Regions from separate parts of the Muntiacus reevesi genome. Here region 2 is linked to region 1. Evidence: chromatin contacts called from public Hi-C data. All regions are on one chromosome and are shown on one strand. The core of a region is the stretch at or near the end of the contact, and the rest is flanking DNA. Distances in the headings are between cores, read along the strand shown. Region 1 holds the start of TNKS (tankyrase). Region 2 holds the start of SARAF (store-operated calcium entry associated regulatory factor).

Region 1 (7,601 bases), core at 2,684-5,183:
ATTAACATTCTTCCTTCCATCTTTGCTTGGCTAGCTTGGACTCATCCTTTAAATCCTCACTTTAAAACATCTCTTTATCTAGAAAGACTTCTTTAAATGATCTAAAATCAGGACAAACATCCTTACTGCCTGCTCCAAAAGAGACTAGTTTACTTTTCCTATCACTCTAGAACACTCTGTGGGGTTTTTGTTATTGTTGCTTTTAGTTCTCCACTAGACTGTAAGCTCCATAAGGGTAAGGACAACTGACCACTTCAAAACTCTGTCAATATTTAACACCAACCTACATAAGCTATCAGCTCACTTGGTAAAGAATTCGCCTACAAAGCAGAAGATCCTGGTTTGATTTCTGTGTCAGGAAGATCAGCTGGAGAAGGGTTAGGCTACCCACTTCAGCATTCTTGGGCTTCCCTTGTGGTTTAGCTGGTAAAGAATCTACCTGCAATGTGGGAGACCTGGGTTCAACCCCTGGGTTGGGAAAATCCCCTGGAGAAGCGGAAGGCTACCCACTTCAGTATTCTGGCCTGGAGGATTCCATGGGGTTCTGTAAAGTCCACAGGGTCCCAAAGAGCTGGACACGACTGAGTGACTTTCACATCTTAAGTAATAAAAGATTTGTGGAACACTGGAACTACAATTTTTAAATCTTTCCATCCAAGGCATGGCACCAATTTCCTATCTTTAAAACAGCTCTTCCATGACATTCAGTGACTAGCATTCCAATCAAGTAATAGTCAACTGAAATCACTTTTAATTACCCAGCCTACACATGAAGAAGACTAAATTAAAGAAAGCTTTAATGCTATGAACACAAACATGAAACACAGTAAACGGACTAGAGTGTTATGTTTTTATACCATGGAGAGTTTCACTGTTTTTGTTCCCTTTTCCACATGGAATTAAAAGAGATTATTTTTTTTCCCCTAAATAAGCCAGTTCAAGATTAGGGTCTCATAACTACAACATAATTACAGGACTGTTTCACTGTCTGTCTTCTAGCTTAGCTGGGTACACATAGAACTCTAAAACAGAATAAAAAGTTAACTACTGTGGCAAACAGAAGATGTGACTCGGGAGATAAGCACTATTTTATGTGTGACTAATCCTAAATATTACAAAAATTAATGTAACTATCATCTCCAAGTGATTACTTACAATGCAGTATGATGAAAAATGACAAGATTTGTGAAACAACGTGTTATAATAGTCAAATCTGGAAAAAAGTCTACAAAGGCAGTCTTCCTTCATTTATTATAGATCTTTCATCCTGCCTAAAAAAAAGAAATGATTTCATCTAAAATAAGCAACACTTGGAGCATCTGCATACTTAAATGGGAGCCTGATTTTGATTCAATTCACTACATTCCTAATAGTTGTTGTTGTTGAGTTGCTAAGCCATGTCTGACTCTTTGTGACCATACAGACTGCAGCATGCCAGGCTTCCCTGTCCTTCACTATTTCCCAGGGTCTGCTCAAACTCAAGTCTATTGTGTCGATGATGCCATCCAACCCTCTCACCCTCTGTCACCCCATTCTCCTCCTGCCCTCAATCTTTCCTAATAGTAGTGTCCACATTTCCAGTGATCTGATAATGATTTCCTGTACGTATTTCTCACATTGCTGACCTTGACTCATTAACGGGATCATAAACAGCATTTGCAAGAAAGGAAATAGATTAGGATATAAAATATCAGAGTACAACACACGTAGCAAGGCAAAGAACTGTTTCCTGAAACTTTTGATTCACTTTGCATGTGACAACATAAAATTTATTGCTAAGTACGGGCTGCAAAAAAAAAAAAAAGTGTGAACATTACTCTTGGAGTGTATATGCCCCCAATTACTACTTCTCCCCAAACACTGCAAAGTGAAAACTCCATAAAAATTACTCACAAAAATGAAAAGTGATCTTAAACCAAGTATAATTGTTTAACCTGGACTTCACACATTCCAAAATCAAACTAAATTTAAATCCAGGTTCCACTACTTCTTATGTGAATTTAGGATTATTTAAGCTGTACATGCTTCACTTCTGTCATCTGTAAAATGAGGATAAAAATATTTCCCGAGTTCTGGTAGAAATAAACAATACATTAAGTTCTTAACATATGCTTTACATTAACAGAACAAACTCAAAGAGTGGTATATATTAAAATACAGCATGAAACTTAACAGAAGTTATCTTCAGAGTATGATCTTTGATGTTTATGTGCGATGCTTTTTTCATTTCATATATTTCTGTACTATATGAATGTACACATAACATACACATTTCTAATGTAATATTTCTAAGGTTTATAATCTTTATTTTTTTAATGTCAATAGGAAGTATCTAGGCAAGGAGATTATGACCCTTTTTGTTTTAAATTTCTCTGTATTTTATAAAACCATGTTAGCTGTTTTTAAAAGAAAACAATTACTTGCTTAAAAAAAAAGTGTACAGTGGTCTATGTTTTAGGAATAAGTACCTTCGGGGGAGAACTTAAGTCTCAGATACTTCTCACTAAATCCTCACACAATCCCCATATACATTTTTGCCCATGAGGAGATGGAGGCTACTGAGATAAGGAAAATTATGTTACACAACCAACAGACAGCAGTTGCCAGAACTTGAAAGCCTTTTCTTCTGCCATCACATAATGCAACCAAATATTTTTCTACAGCTGTTTCACATAGGCACATTTTGATCTACCAAATCGGACTGTACACTACCTCAAAAGGGGAGAAAGTTTCACTAACTTCATTTAAGTCTCACATTTAAGTCTCTTATATTAATGATAAGGTTACGATAGCTACTTAACACTTGTTGAGTTTTATTAAACTTCTCTTGGGCTAGTTTGTCCTCATGCGACATTACTCCTGTAAAAAGGAAATGAGTAAACGCACGACAAAACTATTCTAACACTGCTTAGATCTAACTTTATTCCGACACACTCGGAACTGAAAAAGTTTAAGTATATCCATGTCCTGAGACGACCACTACGGGAGGTTGGGGATGAGCACGAGGATCACTGTGCAAACTAAAAAGAAGGGACTCACACGTTCCCCTACCACGCCCCCGTCACCCTGACACCACCTAAAGAAAGGAATCTCAAGGCTTCCCGAGAAGTACTGAGGCATCATCACCACGCCCCCATCGTTCCCATCATCATAACTCGTTTTCTTTCCCTACCCGGACCCTCCAGTGCCAAACACCAAAACCCTTAATAAACAATTCAAAAAGTCTCTGACCTGCAGCGAAGTGCAGGGGAGAAGACTTCCGGCCGGCCATGTCCTTAGCATTCACGTTTGCCGCGTCCACCAGCCTCTTTACCCGGGACACGTCCCCATTGCGACAGGCCTCCAACAGTTCCCGCAGGGCCCCGCTCACTGCTGGGACCCCTGGCCCCGGGCCCGCAGCCCCAGGCCCCAGTGGTGCTGTGGTGCTAACTCCGGTCGCCTCGGGGCTCTCCGCCAAGCTCGATCCGGGGGAGGATGGAGAGGAAGAGGAGGAAGAAGTCGGGGAAGAAGAGGACGACGGTGAATTGTTACTGCCGCCGCCGGCTGGGTTAGGAGCGACCCCGACGGCAGATGAGGCAGAAACCGCCGGGACCACGGGAGCGGCGGCGACCGTACAGATTGTGCTCGTGGGACTGCAACAGCTGGCACTGTCAGCCGGGTCCGGGGATCTGGGCCTGTCGGGCGGATCCCGACTGCCATCCCCCTCCGGCAGCGCTAGGCCGTGCCTCGGGGAGGCGAACGGGGCCAGGCTGCCCACCGTAGGGGAGGCCGGGGTGGTCCCAGGGGCCAGGCCCGGGCTGAGTGGGGGGGGAGGTGGAGGCGGCGGCGCCGAAGCCCCTGGGGCGGGCTGGAGCTGTTGTTGATGATGGTGGTGATGATGCTGAGAGCGACGCGACGCCGCCATCTTCGGACTCCCCCAGCTCTGTCACTGCGGCAACGGCCCCACCGCCCGCCCTCACTTCCGACTGCCGGACCAATTAGCGCCCAGCGCACAGGAAATGATGCTGGAGAAGTGGGCGGGGTCAAAGGGTGGGAGGGCAGTATTGGGAGCTCCGAGCCCCTCCGCGGAAGGGGGCGTGGCTTCGTCGCCGAGGGGCGGGATTTGTGACGCCTTCGCGGGCTGGCCGGGGAGATTTGAAAACTGGAACTAGCCTAGGCTTAAGTGAGAAACTTTTCCTGCATTTCTCGCTTTGAACTTGCTTACCTTACCCTGTTCCGTTCTGTTGCCAAGTCTCCTTCAGTCTTCCTTGTCTTGCGGCAGAACCTGCGTGAGATGGAACTCTGTGCAAGGTATGTATCATTTATCAAATGTCAAGTGCCCCTGTCTGAAAAATGAGCTAGTATCTATCTCACAGAATTGTTAGCGGAATTAAATGAGCTAACATTTACAAAATGTTGTCTGCTTCCCTTGTGGTTCAGATGGTAAAGATCTGCCTGCAATGCAGGAGACTCAAGTTTGATTCCTGGGTCGGAAAGATCCCCTGGAGAAGGGAATGACAACCCACTCCAGTATTCTTGCCTGGAGGATCTCGTGGACAGAGGAGCCTGGTGGGCTACAGTCCATGGGGTCGCAAAGAGTCGGACACGACTGAGCGACTAACACACATAATTAGCCCACTGGTAAAAAAAAAAAAAAAAAAATTAATGCAGCCTTCTCCCCCTCTCAGTTAATACCTTGGTCTCTATATCCCCTCTCTATGAGAGTTCTCACTCTATGTGCTTTGTTAAGTACCTCGTTTTACAATAGAAGTTCAGATTGCAAGGATTGAAATTCAGGCTCTGCCATGAACGAGCTATGTAGATTTGGGCAAGCTATTTAACCCCTCTGTGTCTTAGGTTCCCCTCTGCAAAATGGAATTAATAGTTCAATAAATATTAACTACTAAAGTTATGTTTTTTTCTGTTCTGTTACCTCTGTGCTTTCATTTCTCACCTTAAACTCCACTGAAATAATGACAAACATGTTCGTTTCTTTTGAATTCTTTTTAGGGGACCTTCTCTGTTCCTCTCATCCCTCTTCCCTCTCCTTCTCAAACTAAGATAAAAACCGGCTTACTACACCCATCACTCACCATCAGAAGCCATTCTTCAGCAATATCTTTCTCTTTCCTCTGCCTATACCTTCCTTTTTTTATTGTCTACCATCAAAAGAAATGTATCAATGATTTGGATCATCTCATTAAGGTCTCCATTTCCTGCTTCTTATTTAATAGTAAAGTAGGCATTATGGAAATTTAGAAAAATAGCATTATTCCAAGAGAGTAGACATAGATGGAGATTCTGTGTCTTAAGAAATGCCCAAGATTTAGATGGGTCAGGTAGAAATTGCATTTTGCAGAATACTAAACCACATGATAAACTGTCCTTTCACATGTTCATTATTCAGTGTAATTAGTGTGATGCTAACATTCCCATCCAAATAAGTAGGTAAGTTTATTTATGACTACCGTTAAATACAATAAGGTCAAAAACATAATTAATGTTATGAATGACATTTATTGCCATCTAGTTTGTGGTTACAGATTATAATACTAACATTATCTGTCTGATAAATTTGTGCCATTGTTCACATATTGACAAATGTGTGACTGGATAGAAAAACTTCCCTCGGTGTAACTAAAATCTGTTCACACATTCTTCTGGTTTTGAATCTTAATGGACAGCACGAGGTGGCATTGAGGAGCTGGTGAATCAGCATGTGCATAGATGTCCATAACTCCCCTTTGGCCCCTTTACTGTGACCCTGTCCCTGAATGGGAACACAGGAATTATGTTACCTGCTACCCTGATGGCCAGTTACTGATAGTAGTGTTCACCCTAATTCAAAATGCATCTGTCTGTTTATCTGTACAAAATAAACTTAAAAGTTTCTGCTGGATAGAGATTTTTTAAAAAGGCTGAATTGCCGGAAACTATTCTATGCTTACTCCTTGGAAGGAAAGTTATGACCAACCTAGACAGCATATTAAAAAGCAGAGACATTACTTTGCCAACAAAAGTCCGTCTAGTCAAGGCTATGGTTTTCCCAGTGGTCACGTATGGATGTGAGAGTTAGACTGTGAAGAAAGCTGAGCACTGAAAAATTGATGCTTTTGAACTGTGGTGTTGGAGAAGACTCTTGAGAGTCCCTTGGTCTGCAAGGAGATCCAACCAGTCCATCCTAAAGGAGATCAGTCCTGGGTGTTCATTGGAGGGACTGATGCTGAAGCTGAAACTCCAATACTTTGGCCACCTCATGTGAAGAGCTGACTTATTGGAAAAGACCCTGATGCTGGGAGGGATTGGGGGCAGGAGGAGAAGGGGACGACAGAGGATGAGATGACTGGATGGCATCACTGACTGGATGGACATGAGTTTGAGTAGACTCCATGAGTTGGTGATGGACAGGGAGGCCTGGTGTGCTGCGGTTCATGGAGTCGCAAAGAGTTGGACATGACTGAGCGACTGAACTGAACTGATTCTACTGGTAAACAGTGTCTGAAAATGCATTCAATCAATTGCAATTTTTTCCCCTTCACTGGAAAGTAGTAAAAGTGCTTAACATTAAGTATTTATAAGGTTTGGGCTTGTATGGACTAATGTTGAGCTCTAAACATGAAAGAGCAGATATCATTACCTGATCCTTTATATCTAAACACAATTCCATGAGGGATGCACTGTACCCTCATGAAAAAAATTCAGGGTTTAGAGTGAAACAATCCTGGGCTTGAATCACATGTCTGGTGGTTACTAGCTGGCTAGTCATGGTAGATAGGCTTCAGCTCTGTCATTCTTAAATTCTGACTTTACTATAGCATTTTTGTGAGTGTTGAAAGACCAGGGTGTTTTGTAAGGACATCTTGGTTTTTAGTTTCATGCTCTTGTGTGTCATACATAAAATGTTAATAGCGACTACTGATAGCACTCACCTCACATTTCCTTTATGGCAAAGATAGTGACTAGGAATAAATACCACTATTTTACATGTAACAGGAATCTTAAACAGAGAAAATCAGATTTAATTGTTTCTTCTGAAAATTGAAGATTCCTCCCAGGCCCTTATCATCTCCAGTAACTGTTGTTGAGTATCATAGTTGTATAGCATCTTATTTTCAAAAATGTTTTCAGAAAAATCATGTCCAAGTGGCATAAAATTGTGAGCACACAGCACTCTCATATTGCTGACACAAAAGAACCACCAATTCAAAGGTCATTCATCTTTAGGACAGTGTTGTAATATTTATTTTTCTCCCCATAGGATAAGCTTTGTAAATTACATAGTCATGAACTTGTGCGGTGTCTTTACTGCCGTTAGACCTGGTGTCTTTATTCCATCCATATCCTTCCTTCTGATCTGCTCCAGATCCAAGTTCACTGGCTGTGTCTCCTATGTACTAAGTCCACTTATTCTTCAGTGCTCTCTGCATTGCCTCCTCTGCAACCACAGCACAAACTAAAGTTATCTTTTGGCTGAGACAGTGCCATTTCCTCACCTAGGACTTAGAAGAAGATACTCTTGTCCTTCTGTCATCAATGCCCATGATGTCAGAAGCCCAGATTTCTCTATGAAGGTATTACTACTAAGCTGAGAGAATATTTAGCTGAAGTTTTATCCAGAAACC
Region 2 (7,601 bases), core at 3,465-5,964, 730 kb before region 1:
GAGAGAAAAGGGAAAAGCCATCCTGGGGAGAAGATAGTGTTTGCAGGGTTGCAGGAAGGGAAAGAGCACATTTAGGAATCCTTTTGGGGCACAAGCCCTGGTGACTGAGTAAAGTGCATCTTCCCTAATTTGCTTTTGTGAATACAAAAGGGTTGGGCATTGCAGACATTTGTTCTCCATGACATTAGTGGGCAAATGGGATTATTCTTCAGATTAGAGGGGTCTATATTCTTTTGCATCCGTGGTCATGAGGAAATCCTAAGTGAATATGCTGTGATTTTTTTCCATGAGATCCAGTGTTTCAAGCTTAAAAAAAAAAGCACTACCCTAAGGACTATTTTTTTGGACTACAGATGTTGTTTAGAGTCAGTTGAGACCTTAAAAACAGTATTTCCAAGTGTTGTATTTCAAAGACCACTTAAAACAGAATTCTTTGGGCTGCTTCTTAAAAATGCACATTCCTAAGTTCCACTCCAGACATTCTGGCTCAGAACTTTTGTGGACAGAGCCCAGAAATCTGAAATTTTAACCAGCATCCCAAAGGATTCCTATGCAAAGTAAAGCTTGAAAATAATTGTCTGAAGAAGGTGGAATGTCAGGAGTTTTCTTGTCATCAGTTTTCCAAGTGAATCCTAAGCATTAATGGGGCTTCCCTGGTGGCTCAGATGGTAAAGAATCTGCCTGCAACGCCCAGGCCTGTGTTCGATCCCTGGGTGGGAAGATCCCCTGGAGGAGGGAACAGCTACCCTCTCCAGTATTCTTGCCTAGAGAATTACATGGACAGAGGAGCCTGGCATGCTACAGTCCATGGGGTCACAAAGAGTTGGACACAACTGAGTGACTTTCACACTTCATTTCACTTCAGGCATTAATATTACATCCTTTAAATGTCCTTTAAATATTCTTACATAAATTTATAGTTTCAAAAACTTTTCATTCAGATAGTTTCCTATCTTCCAAAATCAACTTGCAAAGATGGGGATGAGAGGAAGAGAGCTATTTTTTATCGAGCAGCTGCTATAAACAGTTATCTGTTGCTTTAAACACTGATCTAATTTAATCCTCTCCACACTTTTGTAAGCTTGGAATTCTTAACTCTTACAGATCAAGTCAGAGACATCTCAGAGAAGTTTTAAAAAATATTTTGTTGTAGAAAAAATTTAATATATAAAAAAGTAATAAAATAATAAGTAATCAGAAGTGTCTAATGAACTCCCATGTACCATCAGCTACCTTCAACAATTAACACACAATGTTGTTTTATCTATATTCACATTCACTTTCCTTTACCTCCCATAGTATTTTTCCCAACGTTATTTTGGTTATTTTGAAGAAAATTCCAGATATGATTTTAATAGCTCAGTATGTTTTGAAAATGATTCTTAACAAAACCACAGAACATTTATCACACCTAAACAATAATTCTTTAATATTGTTATATATCTAGTCAGTGCTTACATTTCCACTTAGGAGCATAAGTGTCTCTTATAGTTTATTTGAATCAAGGTCCAAATTGATTTCATATATTGCTATGAATCAGAGATGTTTTTAAAAACTGCCTTTTATCATATAGCTCTCAGCTTGAATGATAACTCTTCAGAACCTTTCCTGGACAACCTCTTTATTTTAGCATTTTACATCATATTACCTTGTTTTCTTCTTGAAGGCACTTATTATTTATCTGAACTATATTATTTGTTGGCTGTCTCTCCCACTAGAATGTAAATTAGTACAGTCCTTTATGTTTTGTTTACTACTGTCTAGAAGTGTATGTGGCCAATGATGGAACCTCAAATAACAGAAATTCTTTTAAGGTAATTAGTGGCCTCTACATTGCAAAATCCAAAGGTCACCTTTTGATCCAACCTTTCAACAACAGTGGACACTGGTGGCCATTCTTTCTCTCAACTACCACACCACTACTCTCCTGTTTGTTTCTCGTACCTCACTAGAGATTGCTTTTCAGACTCTTTCCAGGATCTTATGCTAGAAGTTCAAATGTTCGTATTCTCTTAATTTGGTCCTGGGCCTGTGTCTTTGTTGGGCTTCCCTGGTGGCTCATAGTGTAAGTAATCTGCCTGCAATGTAGGGGACCCCGGTTCAATCCCTGGGCTGGGAAGATTCCCCTGGACAAGGGAATGGCACTGCACTGCAGTATTCTTGCCTGGACAGTTCCATGGATAGAGGAGCCTGGCAGATTACAGTCCATGGGATCACAAAGAGCTGTGTGAGAGACTAACACACTTTTGCTCTGTCTTTGCTATATCGAAATTCTCTCCCTATGAATTGTATCTCTTCCTATGACATTAAATACTGTTTTCATTTTGATAATATAAATACAAAGTTCACCTTAGCTTGGAAATTTAGACTTGTCTGTCTAAGTGTCTATTTAACACGTCTATCTGGGTTCCTAACAGTCACCTCAAACCTACCATGTGCAGAGACACATGATTCTAAGGGCATGAGCTTGCTGTGTCCCCCTTTTCTGACAAAGCAATAAAGCTGTCCTTTTCTACTTTACCCCCATCCCCCCCCCCGCCCCAAAGCCTACTATGCGGAGACTAGAATTCTCTATTATCTTTATTCCAGTCCTGCTTGGTCCTACGCCTTGCTACCATTGTTATGCCTCCTCTTGTTCCTTTCTTTCCCAAACCTACTTTCCTTCAGTTGCACTGCCTTTGTTTGCCTCTCCCAACCTCCAGGTTTTGTTTTATTCACTGTATATCCCCAGTGCCTAGAACGCTGCCTTGCAGGTACTGTTAGATACTAGTAGATGCACTAGTAGGTGCTAAATATAGAAAGGCACTCATCAAATTAGTGAAGGATGTGCCTCAAAACACAAAGCTAGGGCTTTTGTTTCTGCCTTTCCCCATATGGTGAAGGCTGTTGCTTGATATTTGCATTTTCTCATCATTCGCGTCTCAAAGCTTCAAAATCACCTCCTCAGCAAGGCTCTCCCTGAAGTTGCCTCCTAGGTCTCTAATGCTGTTGTTAAGTGTCGGACTCTTTTGTGACCCAATGGACTGTAGCCTGCCACGCTCCTCTGTCCATGGAATTTCCCAGGCAAGAATACTGGAGTGGGTTGCCATGTCCTTCTCCAGGGGATCTTCCTGACCTAGGGATTGAACCTGGGTCTCCTGTATTGGCAGGCAGATTCTTTACTGTTGAGCCACCAGGGAAGCCCCAATCTCTATTGCATTACTGTTTTATTTTCATCAATGCACTATCACTGTTATCTTTGTTTATTAATTTATTATTTGTTTGTCCTATTTCTTATCAGTGTAAACTCTATGAGAACAGGGACCTTGTCTGTGTCCTCTAAGCCTAAAACAGCACCAGATACATATTAGGCACTCAACCTGTATTTGTTGAATGAATGAATGAATGGAGAGAAACCCAGGCCTCTCAAACCTCAAAGACAATGCCTATGCACATAACTGTTTTCTCTGGCTGGTTCTTTATGTAGGTGGTAGTTTCTCCTCCAGATATCTTGTAAATTGCCACTGCCTCCACGTAGAAGGAAATATGTAAAATTTCTGAGCTTCGGAAACCAGACTATATTTCCAGGCCACCTCTGTCTCAAATCCCTTCTGTATTTAGCAAACAGTAATGGTGTCGCTGACTCGATGGCATCACCGACTCGATGGGCATGAGTTTGAGTAAACTCCGGGAGTTGTTGATGGACAGGGAGGCCTGGCGTGCTGCGATTCATGGGGTCGCAAAGAGTCGGACACGACTTAGCGACTGAACTGAACTGAACTGAATGGTGTCGCACTCACTGTAAAAGACCCTGATTCTGGGAAAGATTGAAGGCAGGAGGAGAAAGGGATGACAGAGGATTGAATGGTTAGATGGCATCACGTTCTTGATAGAGATGAGGTTGAGCAAGTTCAGGGAGTTGGTGATGAACAGATAAGCATGGTGTGCTGAAGTCCATGGGGTCGCAAAGAGTTGGACGCGACTGAGCCACTGAATGATGTCGCAGAGTCAGACTGTGCGACTAACACTTAATGGAACACAAATCTTGCGCCAGGTACCATGCTAGGGACTGAAGATACAAAGTTGAGTAAGACACAGTAACGTCTGTCGGGAAGGTTATTGAGGTTTTATAAATACATAATTGGCTACAGTTAGACTTTGCCTGGGACTTCCCTAGTAGCTTATCTGGTAAAAGAATCCGCCTGCCATGCAGGAGACCCCGGTTCCATTCCCGGATAGGGAAGATCTCCTGGAGAAGGGATAAGCTCACCACTCCAGTATTCTTGGGCTTCCCTGGTGGCTCAGACGGTAAAGAATCCGCCTGTAATGCGGGAGACCTGGGTTTGATCCCTGGGTTGGGAAGATCCCCTGGAGGAGGGCATGGCAACCCACTCCAATATTCTTGCTTGAAGAATCCCCACGGACAGAGAAACCTGGCAGGCTACAGTCAAAACAGACTCGAAGAGAGTCGGACACGACTGAGCGATTAAGCATAGCAGAGCACAAAGACTTTGCCTAATAATGGTTTCATTCTTCAACCACAGCACCTTCGCGCTGAACCCTCAGGTGGCCGGCCCTCAGCCCGGCTCACAGCCTGTGTCCCCGCCCTTGGCTCCGCCCCAACGGCGGCGCCTTGCCCACAGCCTGAGCGGCCGCCCTTGGCTCCGCCCCAATGACGGCGCCCCGCCCACGCCCCGCCCACAACGGTGACCACTCGGGTCCCCACACGCGGCGCAGCGGTAGTGACGTCAGAGTGGCGCACGGAGAGTCTCGCGGCCGCGGCTCTGCGGCAGATCTTCGTCGGCGGCCCGAGCCACCGGCGTCAGTGCGTAGCGGCGCGTGGACACCTGCAGCCCCGGCTCTGGCCCGCGAGTGTCCGGCTGCCGCGCGCCATCTTCGCTCAGCGCCATGGCGGCGGCCGGCGGGCCGGCAGCGACCGGGCGCTGCGCTCTGTCCAGCCTCCTTTTGCTCCTGCTGGTCGTGGGCACAGCGCGGTGCTGGGACGAGCGCGGTGAGTGCCACCCACACTCCCCCCTTCCCGCTGCCTTCAGCCAGCAGAAGACCATCTCCGCTCGCCGCCCCTTGAGCCCTTCTGCCGTAGTTTCTCGTTTTCGTCATCCTGCCTGTCGCGCGTGCGCTTCCCCGACGTCCTCCGGGACGGGTGGACTGTGGGGAGTGGGCGGGGCGGGTTGATCCTGGCGTGGTTACTATTTTCTTCTCCCCTCCCTGGACTCCCGGAATTGGCCCACTTTCTTCTTTCTCGGGCGATAGCCCCTGTCCCCTGAGTCTGGGTGGCAAGCTCGACCCTCGCTTGCGCGTCCTGCTTTGTTGTCAAGACTGTCTGACGTCATCGTCGCTGGCATTTGTCTTGGCTGCCTGTTGCTATACCTGGCGGTTGCCACAGCACCCGCAGTGTCTGAGTCACATTTAGCGGACAGGCTGGAGACATTGGAGGTAGATTGTTGTTGTTGTTGTTGTTTAGTCGCTCAGTCGTGTCTGACTGTTTGTGACCCCATGGACTGCAGCACGCCAGGCTTCTCTTTTCTTCTATCTACCGGAGTTTGCTCAAGCTCGTGTCTATTGAGTCGATGTTGCATCCGACCATATTATCCTCTGTTGCCCCTTCTCCTTCTGCCTTCAGTCTTTACCAGCATCAGGGTCTTTTTCAATGAGTCGACTCTTTGCATCAGGTGGCCAGAGTGTTGGAGCCTCAGCTTCAGCGTCAGTCCTTCCAGTGAATAATCAGGGTTGATTTCTTTTAGGATGGATTGGTTTGATCTCCTGGCTGTCCAGGGGGCTTTCAAGGTTAGCAGAGAAATAGACTGTGCTATTTATGTGAGCACAACTCAATGCTGCTGCTTCTGACTATTACAGTGAAGTCCATTGCGTTACATCAGCTTTTCTCATTGAATTAAAAAAAATACATATATTTTGGTGATGGTACATAATAAGTGATTTTTAAGAAAATTATTTTATATCACTGTGTTATTAGAATTTTCTAACGACGTTTTATGAGAACGGTAATATTCCATATAATTAATAATGTATGTGTGTATATATACACACAGACAGTCTTTACAATTAGTGGTGCTTGCTGTTAAATTGGAGTGATATAAAAAATGATTTTCAAACAATGAAAACATCATTTTTGCTCTGTGGAGTATTAAAGCATGAGAAGTGTACCAGTATTGCTGTAGTGATTTGCTGATAGGAAATGACTGTGTTTTGAACTTCAGCCACAGATTTATTTTTTTAGCTTCTTATTTCTATTTTTAAATGCTAAAAAGAGAAGGTGTTATTTATAAATACTTGACTTTGACTACTCCTTTGATGTTGATGTTTTACTAAAAAGTCAAGTTGGATTTAAATGTTTATACATTTTACATATGTATTTCTAGAAAGTTTTATATAGATAGGAGACTTTGATTAGATTTATAATTTGTAAACTGGATTAAAACATTAATTAGTTGAACCTTCAACCCTTTCTTAAATAAAGAAGTGAGGTTTACAGATGAGTCAAGGGAATGAAAAACAGGAACCACATTTAAATCAATGGTGAACTGCTTCCTGGTAGCTCTTAGTCTGCCTGCTCTATAGAACTATTGTTCTGGAACAAAAGGCACTGAAATATTTTCAGAGTAAACACAGTCTTAACTACTTGGCCTTAACTTTCTTTTGAGGAACTGTTAATCTTTTGTTTGACTTTGAATGTACTTACTTTGTCCTTAGCTAAAACAAAGCAATAATATGCCCAGAAAAGAAAAATTGTACCAGTTCTGAAGAGAGTACCTAAAATTTTTCAAAATTATTTATTGAGCTACTTTGTATTTGTTATTCTTCTGGGTGTTGGATACATAGCAGTGAACAAACAGTGTTTTGCCCTGAAGGAGTTTACATCTGTTGAGAAATAGACAATAAACAAATCAGGTAAAAAAGCGTGTTGTATTGTAAATAGTGGTACTATTTAAATATGTGTACTCAGTTGCTCAGTCGTGTCTGACTCTGCAACCCCATGGACTGTAGACCCCCAGGCTCCTCTGTCCCTGTCCGTGGAATTTTCCAGGCAAGAATACTGGAGTGGGTTGCCACTTCCTTCTGGGATCTTCCTGACCCAAGGCATCAAACTTGCATCACCTGCATTGGCAGGCAGGTTCTTTACCACTAACACCACCAGGGAAGCCTCAATAGTGGTGTGGACATTGATAAAAATAGGATAAGGAGGACAGAGTGTGTAGGTAGAAGCAGGGAGTTTCAAAATATACATTAGTCAGGGAAGAAGTCACATTTAAGGTGATAATTGATGAGAAATCTGAATGGACAGATGTGCTATGACCTGTATTTTATTTTATCCTACCCTATTCTATCTGGTCGTGTCAGGAGAATCCCTTGGAGAAGGGTTAGGCTACCCACTCCATTATTCATGGGCTTCCTGGTGTCTCAGACGATAAAGAATCTTCCTGCAATGTGGAAGACCTAGGTTCCATCCCTGGGTTGGGAAGATCCCCTGGAGGAGGGCATGGCAATCCACTTAAGTATTCTTGCCTGGAGAATCCCCATGGACAGAGGAGCCTGGTGGGCTACAATCCATGGGGTCACAAAGAACAGGACACACAACACACATA

What was found. A called contact is a pair of places that touch in the nucleus more often than the background predicts.
Region 2: a Hi-C map of muscle shows a contact between it and region 1, with 11 times the contacts expected there. The contact joins the promoter of SARAF here to the promoter of TNKS in region 1. A contact is called at or near these places in 2 of 3 Hi-C or Micro-C datasets (blood and muscle).

Annotation. Positions count from the first base shown.
Region 1 is chr10:66,646,709-66,654,309 of mMunRee1.1, reverse strand. TNKS (tankyrase) reads right to left here and starts at 3,933. Exons shown (of 27, transcript XM_065946583.1): 1 at 3,232-3,933. The coding sequence starts at 3,904.
Region 2 is chr10:67,380,871-67,388,471 of mMunRee1.1, reverse strand. It overlaps SARAF (store-operated calcium entry associated regulatory factor), which reads left to right and starts at 4,714. Exons shown (of 6, transcript XM_065947106.1): 1 at 4,714-4,990. The coding sequence starts at 4,888.